Linked DNA regions of Hordeum vulgare: region 1 is linked to region 2. The links are chromatin contacts, called in public Hi-C maps. All regions are on one chromosome and are shown on one strand. The core of a region is the stretch at or near the end of the contact, and the rest is flanking DNA. Distances in the headings are between cores, read along the strand shown.

What was found. A called contact is a pair of places that touch in the nucleus more often than the background predicts.
Region 1: a contact with region 2 is called in a Hi-C map of leaf, with 2.5 times the contacts expected there. The contact joins the promoter of LOC123400067 here to the promoter of LOC123400062 in region 2. A contact is called at or near these places in 4 of 6 Hi-C or Micro-C datasets (leaf, seedling and an unstated tissue).

What each region holds. Positions count from the first base shown.
Region 1 is chr5H:499,486,336-499,492,250 of MorexV3_pseudomolecules_assembly, forward strand. It overlaps LOC123400067 (60S ribosomal protein L36a), which reads left to right and starts at 3,754. Exons shown (of 4, transcript XM_045094465.1): 1 at 3,754-3,910. The coding sequence starts at 3,908.
Region 2 is chr5H:499,319,529-499,324,913 of MorexV3_pseudomolecules_assembly, forward strand. LOC123400062 (polygalacturonate 4-alpha-galacturonosyltransferase-like) reads right to left here and starts at 1,491. Exons shown (of 9, transcript XM_045094461.1): 1 at 1,166-1,491; 2 at 380-405; 3 at 235-294; 4 at 1-7. The coding sequence starts at 1,337.

The sequences.
Region 1 (5,915 bases), core at 2,504-5,003, 170 kb after region 2:
CCAAGCGTTTTTTTGGTCTAGCAAAAATCATCAAAAAGTTTCGGGGTATTGGGACTTCATTTGGTACAATATTCCTAAAAATCCTAAAACATGCAGAAAACAACAAGTGGTACTTGGCACTGGTTAATAGGTTAGTGCTTAAAAATAATATAAATCAGCAAGTAAATGCCAAGCAGCCTAGAATGATAATATAATAGCATGGAATAATATAAAATTGTAGATATGTTGGAGACGTATCAGTGGTTCCTCGCCTCGGGCAGTGCTCCTCAGCTCCCTGCCGACATGGTGCTTGATAGGGCACGAAGGCTCGCGTTGCATCCGGTGGCCCTGTGTTCGGACGGCCATGCGGTTGTGTCTGGTGGTTCATCATGCTTCTTCATGTTTGGAAGGGTTCGATGGTGGTGGTGGTTGACGTCTTGCTTTAGGGACGTGCTCAAACTCCGGGTGAGAAGCGTGCATCGACTATGTCGATGTTGGTGGCAACGCCGTCCATGGATGTTGTTTCCCTTGCTGGAGGTGCCGTTATGGAGCTCCAACACCTACTATGCTTTTGTTTTGTGGTCTTCGGGTGAAACCCTAATATCAGGCTTGCGGGATCGGATGATGGTGTTGTGTCCTGCACAATACTACCTCCTTGGAGGTGTCATCTTGGAGACCCAAACAACGACTTCTACTGCTGGGTGCCACTAAGGGTTGTGTGTTTGGTGGTGGTGGTGGTCAAACCAGATTGGGACCGATGGTGGTCTACTCTTCCTCCCGTCTTTGTCTTCGGTCGTCCTTTGCGTGGTCTATGTTGTGTTGCTATGCAAGCCAAGGACCCTCCCATGGTTGTCATTGGGTTGTGGCGAGCTTCGGGCTCTTGGTGTCGTCTCGGTTCACTTTTGCTCAATGACAACACAATGATGCCTCCGCAACTTGCTAATCGCCTCAACCTCCCATGGCGGAGCTCCCAATCAAGGTTTGTGTTAAGCTTTGGCACTTGTTGGTTATGGATGCTCCTCTGTTGTGAAGTGGGGTTTGGTGCGCATGCCGATGCGATGAATTAGGCTAGTTATAGAGAGTCTTGGTATCGTGTTCCATTGACTACACCCCTCATTTACTTGTGCCTCTCTTATTGACAGTCCTTCTATTTGCTAGTTAGGATGTGCCTTCTCGTGGGCGTCCATCTCTTCTCTTCTTTAACTTTGTTACTTGTATGATTTTTGGCCCAGTTTTCCTCATAAACAAGTCAATTTTTCAAGGTTGTTGATTTAGTCTTCCTTACAAGCCGGATCAACAAAAGTCTAATGGGGGACTCTTGGCTTTTGCCGCTTTTGAGCAGTATATTCAGGTGGGAGAACTCTCTCCCGGTGATTCCTCAAAAAACTAATTTTCGCTACGTCATTCAACTGGGAAAACATTTTTGTTCAGATGTTACTAACTAGTTACACTGCTAGACTATCTTTGTTTGTTGTAAAATACACATGCTCAGCGGAAGGAAGACGGGGTGATAGAAATTCAAGAAAATGAGTCCACGGGTAAATGAGTCATGGAGCAACTGAATGAGGCCACTAAGGTACACAATGAAGCTACTGGACTACATGAGACTCAAAATGACCAAGCTATTAAGTATGTTGTAGCAAATAAGCAGTGATCTAACTAAAATTTCCGTGTCAGATAGACACTAGGATTTTGGCACACTTTTTTCTCCTAGGACATTTGGATGTCTTTTCTTCACATTTTATTATTTTTCTTTCAAAACAACAACAACAAGTAAACATGCCGAAAGCCCGGTGGAACAAACAACCAACAAATGTGTCAACCAGCCCATACGGACACAACTATGTCAAAGCAAATGCACAAATTGTCAAAATGCAACATATAACCGAGATAACCCAGTAGTCTTGCCTCATATAGGGAAAATAAAGAGGTATAGTTAAGGCTACAACCAAAACGGGTTGGCACAACAAACAAGTGACATCAGATGATGTCAAGTGAATGAGATCAAACTATAACACATCTAAATGAGTTCTAGGCATTCCCTATATTTTTTTATTAGAAACAACCAGTAGTATTTCTCTCTTATTTTTTAGCAACACTAGTATCTATACCTACTAATAAAGCATATATTGCTTCTGTCGTACGTCATTAAATTTGCACCTAAAGTTCGCTAAAATTACCCACCAATGCCACCCGTAAGTGACAAAAACGATTCGTTTTTTAAACTTCGATTCGGCTCTCCTTTCTAATTCTGAAGAAGGCGGTTCCCCTATTGGAACCAAAGCATGAGGGTAGCGCAACCCGTTTGGCGCTCGCCTTCCCATCCTGGAGACCCAGGTTCGATCCCAGTTACACCCAGTTTTATCCCACCTTTTAGGCGTGAGGCTAGCTGACCGGTAATGTGCATTCTCTCGAGCCGTGGCCTACAACCCTTCTTTTTTGCATTTCTTTTATATTATTTTTTCTCTTTTCGCTTTTTTAAATAAACTCTGCACAAATTTTAATCATGAATTAAAGAAAATTAAACTTTGTGGACAAAAAAGTTTCCATATATAAAAAAATGTACAATGCGTATGGATAATAAACAATTTATTTTTGTTTTATTTTGAAAAATATTGATTGTGTATTTAAAAAACTTTAAATGTGTATAGAAAATGTTTCCAGTGTATAAGAAAACATATACAAAAATATATAATGTGTATGGAACAAAGTAGACATAAAAAATAGAACTTTTCAAAAATGTTAATCATGTATTTGAATAATATAAATATGTATATAAAAATGTTCATAATGCATACAAAATATGTAAAATGTGTATTAAAAAAATTAGACATTAAAATTAAATAATGTTTTTAATCTCGCACGCAAAAAATGTACCTAATGTATAAAAAATATGCAATGTTGTTTATACAAGCTTTACGTAAACAAATGGCTTAGCTTTGATTTTTCATATATATAAACTGTTTTGCTAATTATTTTTAAAAAATATCGATGTTGACATGCAACCTTAAACATTTGATATGCATGTACTTACAAATTGATTATTTTTTATGGAGCTGTCTAATATGTTTTTAATCAAATTAAGACTTCACTTAGATTACAAATGCAAACACATATATCAACAAGATAAAAATAATGCTCTTATGCATATGCTATCATTAATTAACAAAACATACTTTGCCATTTTCATCATAATACAAATATTTGTGTGGCACCATCGAGGAGAACAGGACCATGCAACTTGAAACATCAAGTAAGATCATATCCATGTTTACTTATTATATGTTCATTAATAATATAAGTTCACAAGACATGGATTTAAATTGGTTGGAATACCTGCACTCAATATTCTTCCATGCCTTTATTTCTTGATTTGCTCATTAAATATGCATCGAGTTGGTGTATACTCCCTCTCTAACTAAGTATACTGAACATATTGAATGTTTTTCTCAGAGAGAGAGGAAGAGAGATCTTAGGACTGACCACAATCAAACACGTTTTCATTGTATGAGCATTGAGGCCACTATCGACAACACAAATGTGATGCCATGTGGAACTGTAAAACGTGGGCCTATTAAGGTCTTGAGTCGTGGTTATTGGCTTAAGAGTGTGTGCTATTTTCTCTCCCGTTGCAACGCACGGGCTCTTTTGCTAGTTATTTCTCATGGACCATCTGAAAAATGTATTTTATTTTCCTTGGGCGACATGCATGTGGCCCAATACGTGCATTGCTTATCAGGCTTACACGGAGTAATAAGCCCAAGCTCGCAAGCCCATATTCCCGAAGCTACACCTGCCGTTCCTAGGGTTTTGCTTCGCTAATATTTCACCCAGGCGCCGCCATTCTCCCCCTCCCCCCTTTCCTCACCACCTCCCCCGCCGCAGGAGAAGCAGCAGACGCGCGGAGGAGAGCTTCCAGGCGGCGACCATGGTAACGCCCTCACCTCCCGCCGCCACATCCCCTGATGATTAGCTTTGTTCGTTCGTACTTGGCCGGGGGCTGTGATTACAAAAGAGTGGCTCGAGCGGCATGATTCTGGGAAACCCTAGCGGAACGGCAGATCTCGCGGTGTGCCCCCGTTACAGCAGCGCGACGAGCATCTCTTAGCCGGTTGGGGATGGAAGTGGAACACGAGGTGCCGCCTGACGACGGGCCGTTGGGTTCTTGTGATGTGCGTGCGTGCGTGTATCTGTTTCAGACAGAGGGAGAGAGAGAGAAAGGGAGATGTTTGGAATGAACGGTCGCGTGGGGCTTGGCATCTGGTGTTCCACATCCAAAACCCCGTGCTCGTTTTGCTCGTCGTGCTGCAGCTGCTTTAGCAGGGGTTGGCGTGCTCTTGGATCGTCGTCCCCGTTGGGTTTCCTGCCGTGGTGAAGGTTTCTTAATATACACTTGATATGAGCCTCCAAGAAGGTCTTTTACCTTTTTATTCAGTAAACTGTTGCATTGGGATTTTATCCACATATTGGTTACTGGCATAGGTTTTGATTGGTTTGTTTTGGACTCATAAGGAGCATCAGAGTGCAGTGTGACCTGCTTGTAAGGTTTCAAAGATCAAATCTCGCTGCTGTGCTGTGGAGTACTTTTATAATAGGCTGCACAATTGCTGCATTTAAAATAGGCTCCACAATTGCTGCATCTCCGGTTTGAGTTTTTTTTTCATGACTATGTAGCTCGGCCGATGCCTAGCTTAGCTTTGTTCATTCATACTTGGTCTGGGGCTGTGATTACAAAAGAGTGGCTCGAGCGGCTTGATTCTGGGAAACCCTAGTGGAAAGCAGATCTCGCCGTGTGCCCCCATTACAGCAGAGCGATGAGCATCTCTTAGCCGGTTGGGGATGGAAGTGGAACATGGGGTGCCGCCTGTCGATGGGCTGTTTGGTTCTTGTGATGTGTGTGTGTGTGTGATCTGTTTCAGGCAGAGGGGGAGAGAGAGGGAGACATGTTTGGATTGAATGGTCACGTGGGGCTTGGCATCTGGTTTTCCACATTCAAAATCCCCTGCATGTGTTGCTCATCGTGCTGCGGCTGCGTTGGCAGGGGTTGGCGCGCGCTTGGATTGTTGTCTCAGTTGGGTTTCCTGCCGCGGTGAAGGTTTCTTAAATATGCACTTGATATGAGCCCCCAAGGTCTTTTACCTTTTTTATTCAGTATAAACAGTTGCATTGTGATTCTTTCAACACATTGGTTACCGGCATAGGTTTTGATTGGTTTGTTTTGGACTTGTAAGGAGCATGAGTGCAGTGTGACCCACTTGGTGACATCCCAAAGATCAAATCTTGCTGCAGCGTGGAGTACTGTTAGAATAGAGTACACAATTGCTGCATAGAAAACTTCATTTTCGTAATCGCAGAATTTTGAGCCTATAGTTGAAATGTGATTGACCTAGAGTCTGCTCCCTCCCTGGAGTCTGAACTGGCATAATCATTGTGGGTTAACTCACTGTGTTCTATTTCGAGGTTTGTAATGTGGCTCCCCTGTTTGGCCAGTTCCCCAGATGATTATGTTTGTTCGGTTGTACAAGGCCGGGGGCTGTGATTACAAAATAGTGGCTCGAGCGGCTTGATTATGGAAACCCTAGTGGAACGGCAGATCTTGCTGTGTGCCCCCATTACAGCACCACGACGAGCATCTCTTAGCCGGTTGGGGATGGAGGTGGAACACGGAGTGCCGCCTGGCAACGGGCTCTTTGGCTCTTGTGATGTGTGTATGTGTATCTGTTCTAGACAGAGGCGGTGAGTGAGGTGTTTGGATTGAACAGTTGTGTGGGGCTTGCCATCTGGTGTTCCACATCCAAAACCCTTTCCCTGTGTTGCTCGTCGCGCTGTTGGTGCGTTGGCAGGGGTTGGCGCGTGCTAGGATCACCGTCTCGGTTGGGTTTCCTGCCACAGTGAAGGTTTCTTAGAGCCTGTTTGGGACTGCTCTGCTCCTTAAT
Region 2 (5,385 bases), core at 241-2,740:
CAATTACCTGAAGACCAAATAATTGGATGACTATAAGTACAGCGGAATTGAAGAAACTTAAGGTTTCATATGTTGAACAGCATAACAGTTCATGGTTACAGAATAATCATGACGTCCAAATCATTACATGTAGACCAAATAAACCCCCAAGAGATTGGGAAGAAGACAATCCCAACCACCAAACATAGAATTGAAAGATGGGCATGTACACTACTAACTGCAAGATGTTCTGACCTCCTTAGACAAAACAGATTTCAGATTGTCTGTCGCCAGTTGCTCTTGCCAATCTGTTTCCTGCAAGACAGGTCTCAATGTGAGACGAATCCTAAAAGTAAGGGTGGTAAAACAAATTTGACTCCCTTTTAGAATGGATAAATACCTGGTTGCCATCAGCACCCCTGGGATCTGCAGATGAACAAAATATGCCGTCACTTATTTATCTTGAAGTTAATAAAATGTTGCTATCAAATATTACAACAAAACATTGTTCCCAAATACTAACAGCTAACAAGAAAAAAGACAAGTAAGGTTTTAGCAGATGATAAAGCAAAAGAGAAGTCGGCATGCTTAAGACAATCTTATGCTTTTCAGCCCATCATGGTTCAGTTTGCACAGATAAGTGTAGCTTTGATTTGTTATCACTACTAATATGCCATGGGCATGCATTACGGCCTCTCCTAGCAGCAGCCATACACCCAACCTACCTACATTGGCATAAATCCTGGCACCAAGAGAGCAAAGCAGGAGAAGAATAACCAGATCTCTTGAATCAGAACGTCCACTGCATCTCACAGGTTCGTGATCATTCACAGTTCCGTCTATTACCTTTTGGTTTTACATCCCAGCAACACGTTGCAGCCACAATTCCCACCAAACCCTAGCCAGTACCCACAGGCTGAGGCCACGACACACCAATTGCTGAATAACAATCCTGAACCACTCAAACCAAATCTACACGGACTCCACTCTCGCGGTCAGTACCATCGGCAAATCAAACCGCAGAAGCGCATAAAACTCGCAGCCCATGCGAATCCAAACGCGGATGGACCAATCTAGGTGCAACGGGACCCGAAATTCAGAATCGATGGCGCCTCGTACGGCATCCATGGCATATGAAGTGGCTTTTCTAACAAAAAGTGGTTTGGGAAGTGAGGCGGGGGCGAACCGGACGCGACGTGGACGTGGCCGCCGCTGCGCGCGACGAAGAAGATCGACGGCGCGACGACGAAGAGGAAGACGAGGACCACCACCGGCGGCACCGCGCCGGAGCCGCGCCTCGCTCCGCCGCCGCCGCCAGCGCCCGCGGAGGAGTAGGGGAGCCGCTTCGGGGACGCCATCTCCGGTGACGCGTGGGCGGAGGGGGAGGGGCACTGGCCCGATCCGGTCGGAATGCTGCGGCGGCGGCGAGGGGGTCGCCGTGCGCGCGCTGCCTTTCCCCCCCTCTCTCGCCCTCGCCTGCGGGGAGTGTGGGGAGTGGCGTGGGGTAGCCACGAATGGCAAGGGAGGAATTCAGGAAAGATCACGTATCGCTTTGGTTTTGCTCTTGGGACGGTATCTGGGCCCACGACGGACGTGTGGGCCGGTTGGTGCCTTATTGATGGATCTACGACGGATGTGTGGGCTGTTAGCGCCTTAAATTCGGTAGATTTTATTCATCACACTAGAGCCTCGACCGAAATCACTAATTGAGAAATGGGAAACGTTCAAAATCAGACGGCTGATTACAACGACGCCTAAGCCTCCTCCCAGGCGCGACACGCGTCTCGGTGGGACAGCCCACCCCTTCGTCATAATCAGCCTTATCCTCACGCGAGCGCTCAACCACACAAAGCCTTCCCGCACATGTGACCCGCTCTCCCCTTCCCGACCGGTGCTCTTCCCATTCCCCTTGCTCCATCTTTTATTCTCCCACAAAATCCGTGCGCTGCAGTGTCCATGACTGCATTGAAGCTCCACGAGCGGCTGCGGGTGTTGCGTTGCAGCGGGAGATGCGAGCTTCACCGTTGGCCGGCATGCCTGGAGGTGCGATGCAGCGTTGGTCGGCATGCCTGGAGGTGCGATGCAGCTTTGGCTGGCATGCCTGGTGGTGTGCAGCGCTCGGTGATGTACCAAAACGTGCTGCCGTCGTCTGGTGCTGCGATGGAGTGCGCTTGCCGGCGTCGGGTGCTGCGATTCATCCCCGCCGTGCAGGGGGTTGGTACTGCAGTGTAGCATCATCGGCGCCCGTCGGTGAACATCGATGCTGCACTGGAGCTTCGCCGCCGGCTTTCGATGCTGCGATGAAGCGCTCATCGGCGGCCCCGGAGTTGTGATGCAGCACCCGGTGTCGCAATGGAGCTTCGCCGCCGGCTTTCGATGCTGCGATGAAGCGCTCGTCGGCGGCCCCGGAGCTGTGATGCAGCACCTGGTGTCGCAATGGAGCTTCGTCGGCGGCTCACAGTGTTGCAATGCAGCTCTTGTCGGTGGCGGCCGTCATGCTTGCAGCGATGTGCGGTGTTGCTTGCAGCAGTGTGCAGTCCGCGGATGGTGCTGCGGCCATAAAAGATCGAAGCGGGTGTCCTGGCGATGCGAAGAAATACATATGACACACGTTGACCAAATCCGACGGCTTACGAGTATTGAATCTAACGTCTCAGGACCCGGCTGATTTATCAAAGAAATCAGTCGGATGATTTGTAGCAGCGTCCTTGAGAAATACATCTTTCAAATATCACTTTCACCTTTCTAAATTTTGACAAGTGGCGTACTGCATGTATGTTACTTGTCATAACAGGAAAGTTTTTCATTTTCGTGAATTCATATTTTTATAGGTTTATCTCCTAAACCGTGCGTCCAAATCTCGAAATGTTTTTACCGTTGGGTTTCTCTCGTCGAGATCTTAAAAATTAGATCACATGTTGATAGGTTTGACGAAAAAACCACAAAAAAGGGACCAAGAAAAACCATGCCTCTCGTGATAGGAAAAAACAATAGAAAACACATTTTCGCATTTTTTTTCTTTTCGAAAGGCGCGGCCGTGCCTCTCACGAAGGCAAAAATGTGCCTTTCGCGGAAAAAATTACGTTTGTTTTTTCCTTTTCGAGAGGAACGGACGTGTATCTCATGAAGCCAAAAACTGTTCGGGTCCATAGTCAGTACTAGATGTCAATCTCTCTATGTGTGATCTTCAATACAATGATCATCGCATCTTTGCTTTGATCCACATGATATAATTTCTTTTGTGCGGTGCGTTTGTTGAGATTCGTTGAATTATGAATTTATGTCCACATTATTTATAATAAATATTTGAGTTACATTTGAATACTTGTATGATTCTTATGTGCATGATTATGATAGCTTCATAATTCTCTTCGATCTATTGAAATAGTTTGGCCAACTAGATCGATATTTCTTTGGTGAGAGAGGTGCGTTGTGGTAGGTTCAACATGGCAAATTTTTATATCCCAGTGATAGAAGGGGACAAGATACGTCTTTGTATTGATGCTACTAAGGATAAAATGACGGGGTTTATTCATATTGCTTGAGTTTACTTTGTCTACATCATGTCATCATTCACCATGCATTACTCTGTTTTACTTAATGCTCTAGATTTTGTATAACGGTCGATGAGTGGAGTAATAGTAATAGGTGCGGGTAGGAGTCGGCCTATTTGTTTATGGACTTGATACATATATATACATGATCATTATCGTGATTATCGCATAACTATCCGCTTTTGTATCAATTGCCCAACAATAATTTGTCCACCCATCGAATGCTATTTTTCATGAGAAATGCCATTAAAGAAAGCTATGGCCCCCCGGGTCTATTCACAACATATTGATAAAAACTTTATTGCCTTGTTGTTATTTACTTGTTTTTATTTTATTTTGCTATCTATAATTATCTATACACCTCACTTGCTTGCAAATAACAAGACAAAAGGATTGACAACCCTTTTGCTCGCGTTGGGTGCAAGTTGTTTGGTTTTTTGTTGCAGCCGCTGAAGATGATTGTGGTTGATATTCCTATTGATTGGATAAATTCTGGTTTCGTAATTGAGGGAAAAACTTATCCACTTTGTGCTTCAATAACCCGTTCCTCTTTACGGAAAATTCAACGCAGATCACGAGTATCACACTCCAAGCATTCTGACTGGGAAGCGTCCTAGCTCGCACATACGTCATCAGGAAACTCTTCATCATATCATATTCTTTCATGCCTGGCCAATAAAATAACCAGTGGCAAGCCAATGTGTACTTTGAATGTACTCGCAAGCAACCCATGTTTGGAACAAGGCAATAACAATGCATGATACAACACTAAATAGGTAAGTTGCGGAAAGCTAGTTTTACACTCCAGAAAAGTTTAAGGCCGTTTGAAACACATGATAGGAAGATTTGGTTTCTCTTTCTTTTCCCACAACATGATATTTGTAGGAATATAAAAACTGGAGAGGTTGCTCGATAAAAATGAGTGACATGATCCTTCAGTCATTCGAAACGTCGTGTTGAGCAGCGGAGCCGTACGTTTTAGGTGGCAGAGGCTTGCACGCATGAACGACCACTAGTGAGCATTGCTAGTTGCAGGTGCAAGTTGCTTTCCATATGACAACATGAATTCCTTGATATATCACAATATTATTGCTATTTAATTTAATGCATCTATATATTTGGTAAAAGGTGGAAGGCTTGGGCTTTTGGCTCGATGCTTTGTTTCACCTTTGTCGTCCTAGTTACTTGTGTGCCAATGTTATGTTCCATATTGAGCGCTCCTAACATGTTTGGGGTTGTTATGGGAACCCCCTTGATTTTGGTTTGGGATAAAACTCTTCCGGCAAGGCCCAATATTGGTACTATATTTTCTTAACATAATAAACTGAACACCGTTAGTGACGCATAGGGAATTAGCGCTACCCGTGTTGGTACCAAACGGGCAGACTACGGGGCTACCATGGGGAACTCGTGGTTTGGTTTTACTTATAGTGTGACCCATCTGGTCGTGTCCTTAGAACAAGATATGCGGCTCCGATCGGGTTCGTCGACACATCGGGGGCCTTGCTGGATTTGTTTTACCTTTATCGGACGTCTTGTGTATGGGATTCTGAGGATACTTTGGGCTATCTCGAGGTTGAGGTTTTCCATCGGGATTCCGAGAAGACTACGGGTTTTCCGTGGTTGAGGTTTTCCATGCAGCTTGTGGCTAGTTTACGATGGATGAGTTGAAGCACCCCTATAGGGTTAAATCTTTCTGAGAGCCGTGCCCGCGGTTATGTGGCAACTTGGAAACTTTGTTTAACACCCAGTCATATCAAACTTGAAGTAAACTCAATTAAAATATGTCAACTGTGTACGTAACCATGATTGTCTCTTCTCGTGAGTTCTGAATCCGAGAGAGAACACGGTG